Linked DNA regions of Mus musculus: region 1 is linked to region 2. A link is a contact called in public HiChIP or PLAC-seq data. All regions are on one chromosome and are shown on one strand. The core of a region is the stretch at or near the end of the contact, and the rest is flanking DNA. Distances in the headings are between cores, read along the strand shown. Region 1 holds the start of Sectm1a (secreted and transmembrane 1A). Region 2 holds the start of Mafg (v-maf musculoaponeurotic fibrosarcoma oncogene family, protein G (avian)).

Region 1 (4,024 bases), core at 760-3,259, 450 kb after region 2:
CTGGGTCCCTGGGATTCCCTTCTGCTCTCAGAACTGCAGCCGCTGAAGAGAGGTCCCTTTCTGGGGTGCTGTCCCACCACAAATTGGGCTATGCACGGGGCTGGATCTCATCTTAACCTCCATCTGCCTCACCTCTTGGTCCAGAGGGAGACTCTGCCACTTCTGGGTCTTGTTTCCCACGTATCTCTTCAGTAGACAACACTGCTAGTGTTGGCAGTGGGGAAGGGACATCAGTGATGTCCTTTGGCTGTAGGTGTCTCAATGGACCATGCTATATAAAATACATTGCTCAGGCTCAGCACCATTGTATAATCTGCCCTGGAGCCTTGGCAAGTCATCTAAAGCCACCCCCCACTAAGACTGGTCAAAGCTACTGTTTTGTCACAGATGTCTGTCCTGTGGTGATCTAAGCTTTTTTGGGTCCCTTCTGGAGACCACCGAAGAATTCCTGGCCTCAGAGACACCACCTTTGTTCTTGTCCATCAGTAGACTTCCCTCTTCTGGGCCACAGGCTCTTTCTTCACTGCCTGCAGATGTCCTTTCAGAGACAGGGCTGTACCCCAGCTCCCCGACCTAGTTCCAGGCACAGCAGGCAGAGGGTAGACCAAGGTTTCTCCTGCCTGGAGGACATTATGTAAGGACATAATGCCAAGGGCCAGCCATCAACTGGAGACCCTCCCACCCATGGCCACAGATCCTGTTCCAGTCCCTTGGGAGAATTCAGAGCTTAGCAGTGTCACAGACCCAGTGGAGCATCTGCCTCTAGCTAAGATGTGAGGCCAGAAGCTGGAGGTCCTATCTGGCCATCTGCAGCCAGCACAGCACCCAGCTCAGTCAGATGCACAGTGGACCCTGGCTCAGATGGCAGCCAGCACATCCTTCATGGTAGTGGCCTGTTGTGTGTGTCCCCTCCGTGCCTAGCCCCCATGACATTTATGTCCTAGCATGTTACTAGGAAGCATAGCTGACACAGAAAGCCTCCACCTTTGTTGGTAACAGATATTCTCCTCCTTGCAAAACTTGAGACCTTTCAGGGCCGTACTTTCCAGAGACATCATAGCTACAACTCTTATACCCAAGACAGATAACTTGTTTTTCAAACTGCAGATATCAACTTGAAAGCGGGAGCTCTTTTGAGAGAGAGAGAGAGAGAGAGAGAGAGAGATCTTCAAAGAAAAAATAGGAGGGAGAATGGGAAGGAGTCACTGAACACCCTGGCGTCTGGCGTCTGGCTGGAAGCATGTGTGTGTATGAATGTGTGTGTGTATATGCATGTGTATGCATGTGTATGCGTGTATGTGTAAGTGTGTATGTGTGTGTACATGTATATGTGTGTATGTGTGTGCATATGTATATGTGTGTATATGTGTGCATGTGTAAATGTGCTTGTGTGTATGCATGTGTATGTGTGTCCATGTGCATGTATACGTGTACTTGTGTGTGTGTGTGTGCGCGCTGTGGGTACATGTGGGCATGTGTGAATGTTCAGGATGTGGATGTGAGAGAGGGCAAAGGTTCAGGATCCTACATAAAAGTGTGCACACAGCTTTGGGTGATGAGATGCTGCAGGAACCCGTGCTACCGGACAAGTACATTTTTGTCATTCACAGGCCTGGAGCACTCTTGGTCCTCCCTTCCTTCAAGTCCTCCACATTCATGTTTTGAGGGCAGAGAGGAGGACTCTGTGCTACCTGTCCCACTCTGTGAATGTGAAGAACTAGAGCTATGCTTGCCTCTACCCCTCCAGAGCTACGCCTGAGGCACCCGAAACACACAGGCCCTGCTGAATGCTGTCCACAGCCCTGCCTCCTGTGTTTCCTGAATCCCAGGCTGATGGCCTGGCTCTTCTTTGCTCATCCCTTATGTGAGGCAGCCCCCACTCCACAAAACCCTCAGCCCACAGAGAACCTGGGTGCCCTCAAGTCCTCTCTTCCGCACACCCCAGCCTCTCACCTGTCCCTTCTCCAGCAAGCTCTCCAATGTTACCTCCACTGCTGCCCTGGATGACTGAACTTGTCCAAGCCAACGGGAAACTGAAAGCCTGGAGGGAGGGGCTAGATGAGGCAGCCTGTCCTGTTCCTTGCCAGACACTCTGTAGGAAGGCATTCAACTTCCAGGAACTTCTCTGAGTTAATGTAACAGCACCATGAGTTTCTTAGTGATTCTCTCATGCATATGTTTTGTAGAAGTCTCGTATTAGCTTCATTAGTTGCGTCTCAGGAACCCTGGAGGAGGGTCCAGGCTTTTTCTAGGAAATCCCTGGCTGGAGCTGATGTTTGATTCAGGGTTTAGGGGCTGCTCTTTTGGGAGCTGTGTGGGTTTGTTTTCCTGCAGGGGTCAGGTCAGAATGTGCCTTAGGGTTGAGCTATGGAAGACAGCTTGGTTCATCTGGTTATCCTTGGGGTGTTTGACAGGGGTAAGATGGAATGGGCAGGAGTGACATCCTTTGTCAGCCCTACTGTAAAATGCCAGAACAGAGATCTTGCCAATCTACACTAGGGTCCTATGCCTTGTAGACAAACCCTGGAGGACACCCTGGCCCCACCTGAAATATGTCAGATTCAAGGAGACTGCAGGCATTTGACAACTGCTCCTTGCAAAGAGTTTTCGCAACAAGGATTACGTTTGAGAAGCTTCACTGTGAGAAGCAGAGACTGCTGTCCACCACTGCTATAGAAAGGACGGGCTGCTGTAGACCCAATCTTAAGCCAGCCCCATGCTCAGCTCCAGTATCCCTCATGGCTTAGCAGGGCTGTGGGGTCAGCTCAGTGCCCGCACTGTTAATTTTCTCGTGGACAGTGGAAGGAGGAGTCTATGGCTGTAGATGCAATGAGGGACCCTGGGATGATCTGCTTGTGGGGCAGGAGATAGATTGTGAGACCCTGAAGAGGGTTGGTTTACATCCCGAGTGACTTTGTGAGCTGTGATGAGACATTTATAAAGCCTATGCCCACATGAATACAGTGGACACTAGGGCAAGACTTTAGGCCCCACGGTGACTCTGTAAGGTGTCTATGGCCTTGTGTAGATCCAGTGGGAGAACACTAAGATGACTGCTCTATGGGTGAAGATCCCTGGAGGGGCTGGGCAGTAGGCATACTTTTGCACATCGAGCCTTAACTTGGCATGCTGGCACAGGGATGAATAGCAATCTCTGGACACTAAAAGAAGTCCCTACAGTCTCCAGGCACAATGCAACCAAGCCTCAAAGAAAGTTACTGATGGACAGTTGGATGTGGTTCCTCTCTGCCCCACCCTCTGCCCAATTACAGAAAGAAAAAGGAAGAAAAAGAAGCTGACTGCAACTCTGGGAGCCTGCCGCTATGGGGATGAGCAGGAGGGACCTGATGTCCCACAGGCGGAACATCTAGAACGTCACAGGTATTCAGGAAATGAGAAGGGCTAGGGACACACTGAGCCTAGGAGAATGGCCTGCAGCCCAGAGTACAGAGCTGACCACAGAGAACAATGTCCTTTGTGCTCTTTCAAAGCAGTAAGTTCCTTCAAGTTCTCAGATAAAAACAAAAAGCTCACAGCCTCCCTCAGGAAAGACAAGACCGTATGAGTGTGGAATCCAGCCGTTGCATAGGATCCTGAGGCTGGGCAGAACTCTCCAGGGTTCTGCAGAGACACCCCCCTGCCATCTCATTTCACATGGGAGAGAAATCCCAATGACCATGACCTCATGTCTTCTAGATCCTTGTCCCTGTCCCCAGACTGCAGCCCAAGTTTCTGTTGCCCTTTTCCCTGCTCTGGTTGCATCTCGCAGGCAGGGCCATCAAGGTCTTTGTATGTCTGAAGGGGCCTCTGGCCTATGGGGCAAAGCTTCCGGTGGTGAGGGGTTAAGTGATGGCTGAGGTACCAGTATCTCATCACAGAGATGCCCTTCACAGTTAAGTAAAGTTTGTTTCCTCTGAAACCGCCCACACACGGTGAAAGTGAAACCAGTTTGTGTATTTTGAAAGTAATAAGGAAAAAGAGAAGAGCAAGCAGGCTAGAATAATCCCAGCTGTACAGTGGCAGT
Region 2 (4,262 bases), core at 786-3,285:
AGAGAGAGAGAGAGAGAGAGAATGTGTGTGTGTTAGAGCGAGTGTGTGTACATGTTTATACGCATGTGTGCTTAAGGGGGAAGGGCAGGTCTCAGGAAAGCCAATTCTTCCAGCTACCTGCCTGGCTTCTGCAAACCTAGGGACACAGTGACTAGGCAGACAGTTCTGGGGGGGACAGCTGTGCTGAGGGATACAGTTTAGAGAGCTTTCCAGAGCCTGAGGAAGAAGCTCAGAGAAGCTGATCTGGACCTGCTGCCTCCAACTCAGCCCTCCAAGTACTCACAGTTATGGACAGACTCAAGACACCAAGGGGCTCTGGACCACTCATTCAGGCTGACCCTTAAAGAAGGGGTTTGGGCACCTCTGTCCTCTCACACTAGACAATCTGGACATTAGTCTCAAGCAAGATAGTGACCCTTCCTTGCTAAACCTTGCCTGTAAACCTCAATGCAGGAGACCCCCTACGTAGGTCTTCTCTCCTTCAGGTACTGACATTGTTTGAAGAGAACGGAAAACATTAAGTTCACTGAAGCACAGTGCCTCCGGAGTTTAACAATTTTCTGGAACCTTGAAGTTTCATAGGGCAAGTTCCACACCAAATGAAAAAAACACTGCACCTATGAGCAGCCTCAGGGCTCAGGGTTAAGGGGACATCCCTTAGCACAAACCACAAGGTAAGCACAGTCTAGACATGAATCCCTGGGCAAGGAAAGCAGTAGGATGGAGTTCAAGAACCTTCACGACAGATAAGTCAGTAAACAGCCATTCAGCCACACCCCACAAAACTGTCACCTCCCAAGAGTCTCCAGACACCCAACAGGGCACACACACTTTTTGGTAACTCCAGGCAACAGTGGGACCCCAAACTCTTCTGAAAGGAATAACATTGGGATAAATAAAACTACATCTTCTACTCCATGGTTGCACCTCAAAAACTCTCACCAGCTGCCTAGATCCACACTCTGCTCTCCTTAGCTGGTTAGAGCTGCCCCAGCTTCTTTCAAGCCACAGACCCTTCTCCCCCTGCCTCCCGGTCTTCCCCATCTAGGACCGACGAAGCCTGGCCATTCAGGGTCACAGAGAAGGAAAGCTTGCTTCCCAGACGAGCTGGCTCGGCCCACCTAAGCTCCTCCCCTCAGCGTACACCGATCGGTCTCCGGGTTTGGGGAACTGCCCCAGTTGTGGGACCCGGGCCAGGAGCCCAAGAACCAGGCAAGGATGCGCACGCCCGGGGCTTTACCTTCCACCCCGGGAGAAACCTGCGGCGCGCCCCTGCAATGCCTCCTTCGGAGCCTTTGCCTCCAACTCACAGGTCTGTCAAACTTAAACACGACCCCGGATCCCGGCCCGACCTTCACCACCCGGATCGAGCCCTGTCTCCCGACTAGACCGGCCGATAGCGGGCCCCGGCCCCCCGCCCTGGCCCAGCGTCAGCAGGAGCACCGAGTGACCTCATGCTGATGACTCAGCACGTCTCCGCTGGGCTCGCACCCGCGTGGCGAGCCCAAGCCGCGCAGCAGGGTCTCCCCGCCGCCTCCCCTGTGGGCCCGCGCGCGACCCCGCCCGCGCGGAAGCCGACGGACACCTGATGAGTCAGCAGCTCGGTGCGGCCACCCCGCTGACCCGGGCAGACGCGCGCAGCTCGCCCTTAAATCGCGCCCCCCGCAGGGCACCCGGGGTCCGCCGCCGCGCGCACGCCCGTCCCCAGCCTCGCGGTCGCCCGGTCCGCCGGCTCTAGGGGGACACAGGCGAACAGCCGGCTGGCGGGGAAACCAAGGCACGCGCTGCCGTCGGGTGCGCCGCAACCCCGAGGCCAGGCCCCGCCGCCCGCCCCAGCCCCGCGCACTCACCACACTGCGGGCCCGGGCGGGCCAAGGCGGGGCTGGGGCGGGGCCGCGCGCGCGCGCTCCGGGGCTGCGCGGGGCTGGGGCGGGCGCGAAGGGTCCGGGCCGGGGGCTTAGGAGGACTGGCCGCCTGCGCGGGCCGGGCCAAGCGCGCTGGGAAGGCCGGGCCGGACCGGGCTCAGAATCCGCCGCCGCCGCCGCTCCTCAGACGTCACATGATGTTTGGTCACGTGGGTTCCATTCATGAAGCGGCGACGCGGCTGGCCTAAGCTTAAAGGGAAAGGCGAGGCGGCAGCAAGGCGAGCGCGCCCCCATCACGCCTGCGCAGCCCCGCGCCGTTGCCCTTGGCAACGCCCGCCGCGCCCTGGCAATGTCTCGCGGGAGTCGTCCCGGCGCTCGCCGGGTTGACCGTGCTCCTGCAGAGACAGGTTCTACGGAGTGGCCCCAACTCGGATGCCTCTAGCTCCCTCCCGATCTCCACACCAACTCAGACCGAGGTCTATGGGAGGTTTGTTTGATTTTCTTCACTTGGATGCATAGTTTCACTGTACAGCGAGCAGACTGGATTTCAATTCCCTGAGATGCTCCTGCCTCGGCCCCCTGAAAGCGGAACTCACAGATGAGCGTCACCACGCGGGAACCTATTTGCTGTTTTGAAGGTGTGACACAGTGATTTAGTTCCTTACCCCGTTCTGCTGCGACGTCCTCATTCTAAATGGGTCAGCAGTCTGAAAAGGACACGGCTGTTGAGGGGCACAGCCCCAACCCCAGCTCAGATCCCCAAACTATCCACGATGACACGAAGGCTTGGAGGACGCTCACTAATGATTCTAATCTCCGGAGGGTGCTAGGGGCTTCACCTGCGGCCGTGGACCATCTCTTCGGGTAGTGTGCGTGCACTGTAGGAGTTGTGCACTTTGCCCAACCCTTCTCTGCCGCATTTGAAACTACTTTGGGTGCATTCTGCTGCTACTTTTTCTGTGAGACTTCTCGCTGCTGTTGAAAAAGTAAAAAAGAAGGAAAGTAGGAGGGATCAAGTTTTCATTTCGAGGTTCTGAACGTTCTATTTGACCCTGTCTTCTCTGGGAATCGTGAAAAGGTGACTCGTTCTGTAACATAGGTGACAAGGAAAAGGGGGTAAGCAGGCTGGAGGGGGCCTGTGTGTGTCCTTTGTGTCAAATTTGGTTTCTTGAGACAAGGTTTAGACCAGGCTGGCCCCAAACTCTCAGAGATCCGACTGCCTCTGCCTCTCTAGTGCTGGGATTAAAAACATGTGCCACCACACCCAGCCTCAAAAAGTAATTCTTTACATTGTATTTCTTTGGGGAGTGGGGGGGGGGGAGCTTTTATCTTTCACTGGCTGTAGCCAGAGTCTCAGAATACAGAGAATTACTCCTTATGCCTTGTGGTGGTTTGAATAGAAATGGCCTGCATGAATTCTAAATGCCGTGTCTAAATGCTTGGCCCATAGGGAATGGCACTATTAGGAGGTGTGGTCTTGTTGGAAGACGATTGTCTCTGTGGGGACAGGCTTTGAGGTCTTATATACTCAAGCTATGCCCGTGTGTGACTTACAGTTTCTTGCAGCCTTCAGAATGCAGAACTCTAACTAAGCCCATCCTCCAGCAGCAAGTCGGCCCTGATTCAGTCTTGCTACTCTCCATGACAATAATGGATTAAACCTCTGAAAGCGTAAGCCAGACCCAATGAGATGTTTTCCTTTAGAAGAGCTGCCGAATGGAGTCTCTTCATGGCAATAAAACCCCTGAGACAAGACCTCTGGGTTTCTGTTACTTATCTTCATCCTCCCTCCCTTTGTTCTTGTTCTAGTTATGAGATAGGGTCTTAGTCTATAGGCTCTGTTGGTCAGCAGCAACCCTCCTGCTTCAGCCTCCCAAATGCTGGGACCACAGCCATGAGCTCCCACATCCGCTTTGTTCTTTCTTTCTTTCTTTCTTTCTTTCTTTCTTTCTCTCTTTCTTTCTCTCTTTCCTTTTTTTCTGTTGCTCAGATTAGCTGCAAAGCCTTGCAGCCAAGAGTAGCTGGGAGTTGCTGGACATGTTAGCACAGGCCTTTAACCCCAGTCCTCAGGAGGCAGAGGCAGGTAGGTCTCTGAGTTCAAGGCCAACATGGTCTATAAAAACCAGTTCTAGGGGCTGGCTCAGTGGTTAAGAGCACTGACTGCTCTTCCGAAGGTCCTGAGTTCAAATCCCAGCAACCACATGGTGGCTCACAACCATCTGTAATGAGATCTGATGCCCTCTTCTGGTGTGTCTGAAGACAGCTACAGTGTACTTATAATAGTAAATAGATCTTAAAATAAACAAAAAAACAAAAACAGTTCTAGCCAGGTGGTGATGGCGCACACCTTTAATCCCAGCACTTGGAAGTTCAAGGCCAGCCTGGTCTACAGAGTAA

The links. HiChIP or PLAC-seq counts read pairs in DNA pulled down with a chosen protein or histone mark.
Region 1: a FOXA1 HiChIP or PLAC-seq map of pancreatic cancer cells shows a contact between it and region 2. The contact joins the promoter of Sectm1a here to the promoter of Mafg in region 2. A contact is called at or near these places in 1 of 39 promoter capture datasets (liver) and 3 of 115 datasets of contacts at active chromatin or transcription factors (the SCID.adh cell line, memory CD8 T cells and pancreatic cancer cells).

What each region holds. Positions count from the first base shown.
Region 1 is chr11:121,079,130-121,083,153 of GRCm38.p6, forward strand. Sectm1a (secreted and transmembrane 1A) reads right to left here and starts at 2,010. Exons shown (of 6, transcript NM_145373.2): 1 at 1,954-2,010.
Region 2 is chr11:120,631,512-120,635,773 of GRCm38.p6, forward strand. Mafg (v-maf musculoaponeurotic fibrosarcoma oncogene family, protein G (avian)) reads right to left here and starts at 2,036. Exons shown (of 3, transcript NM_010756.3): 1 at 1,851-2,036. It overlaps Gm17586 (predicted gene, 17586), which reads left to right and starts at 2,239. Exons shown (of 3, transcript NR_165823.1): 1 at 2,239-2,981.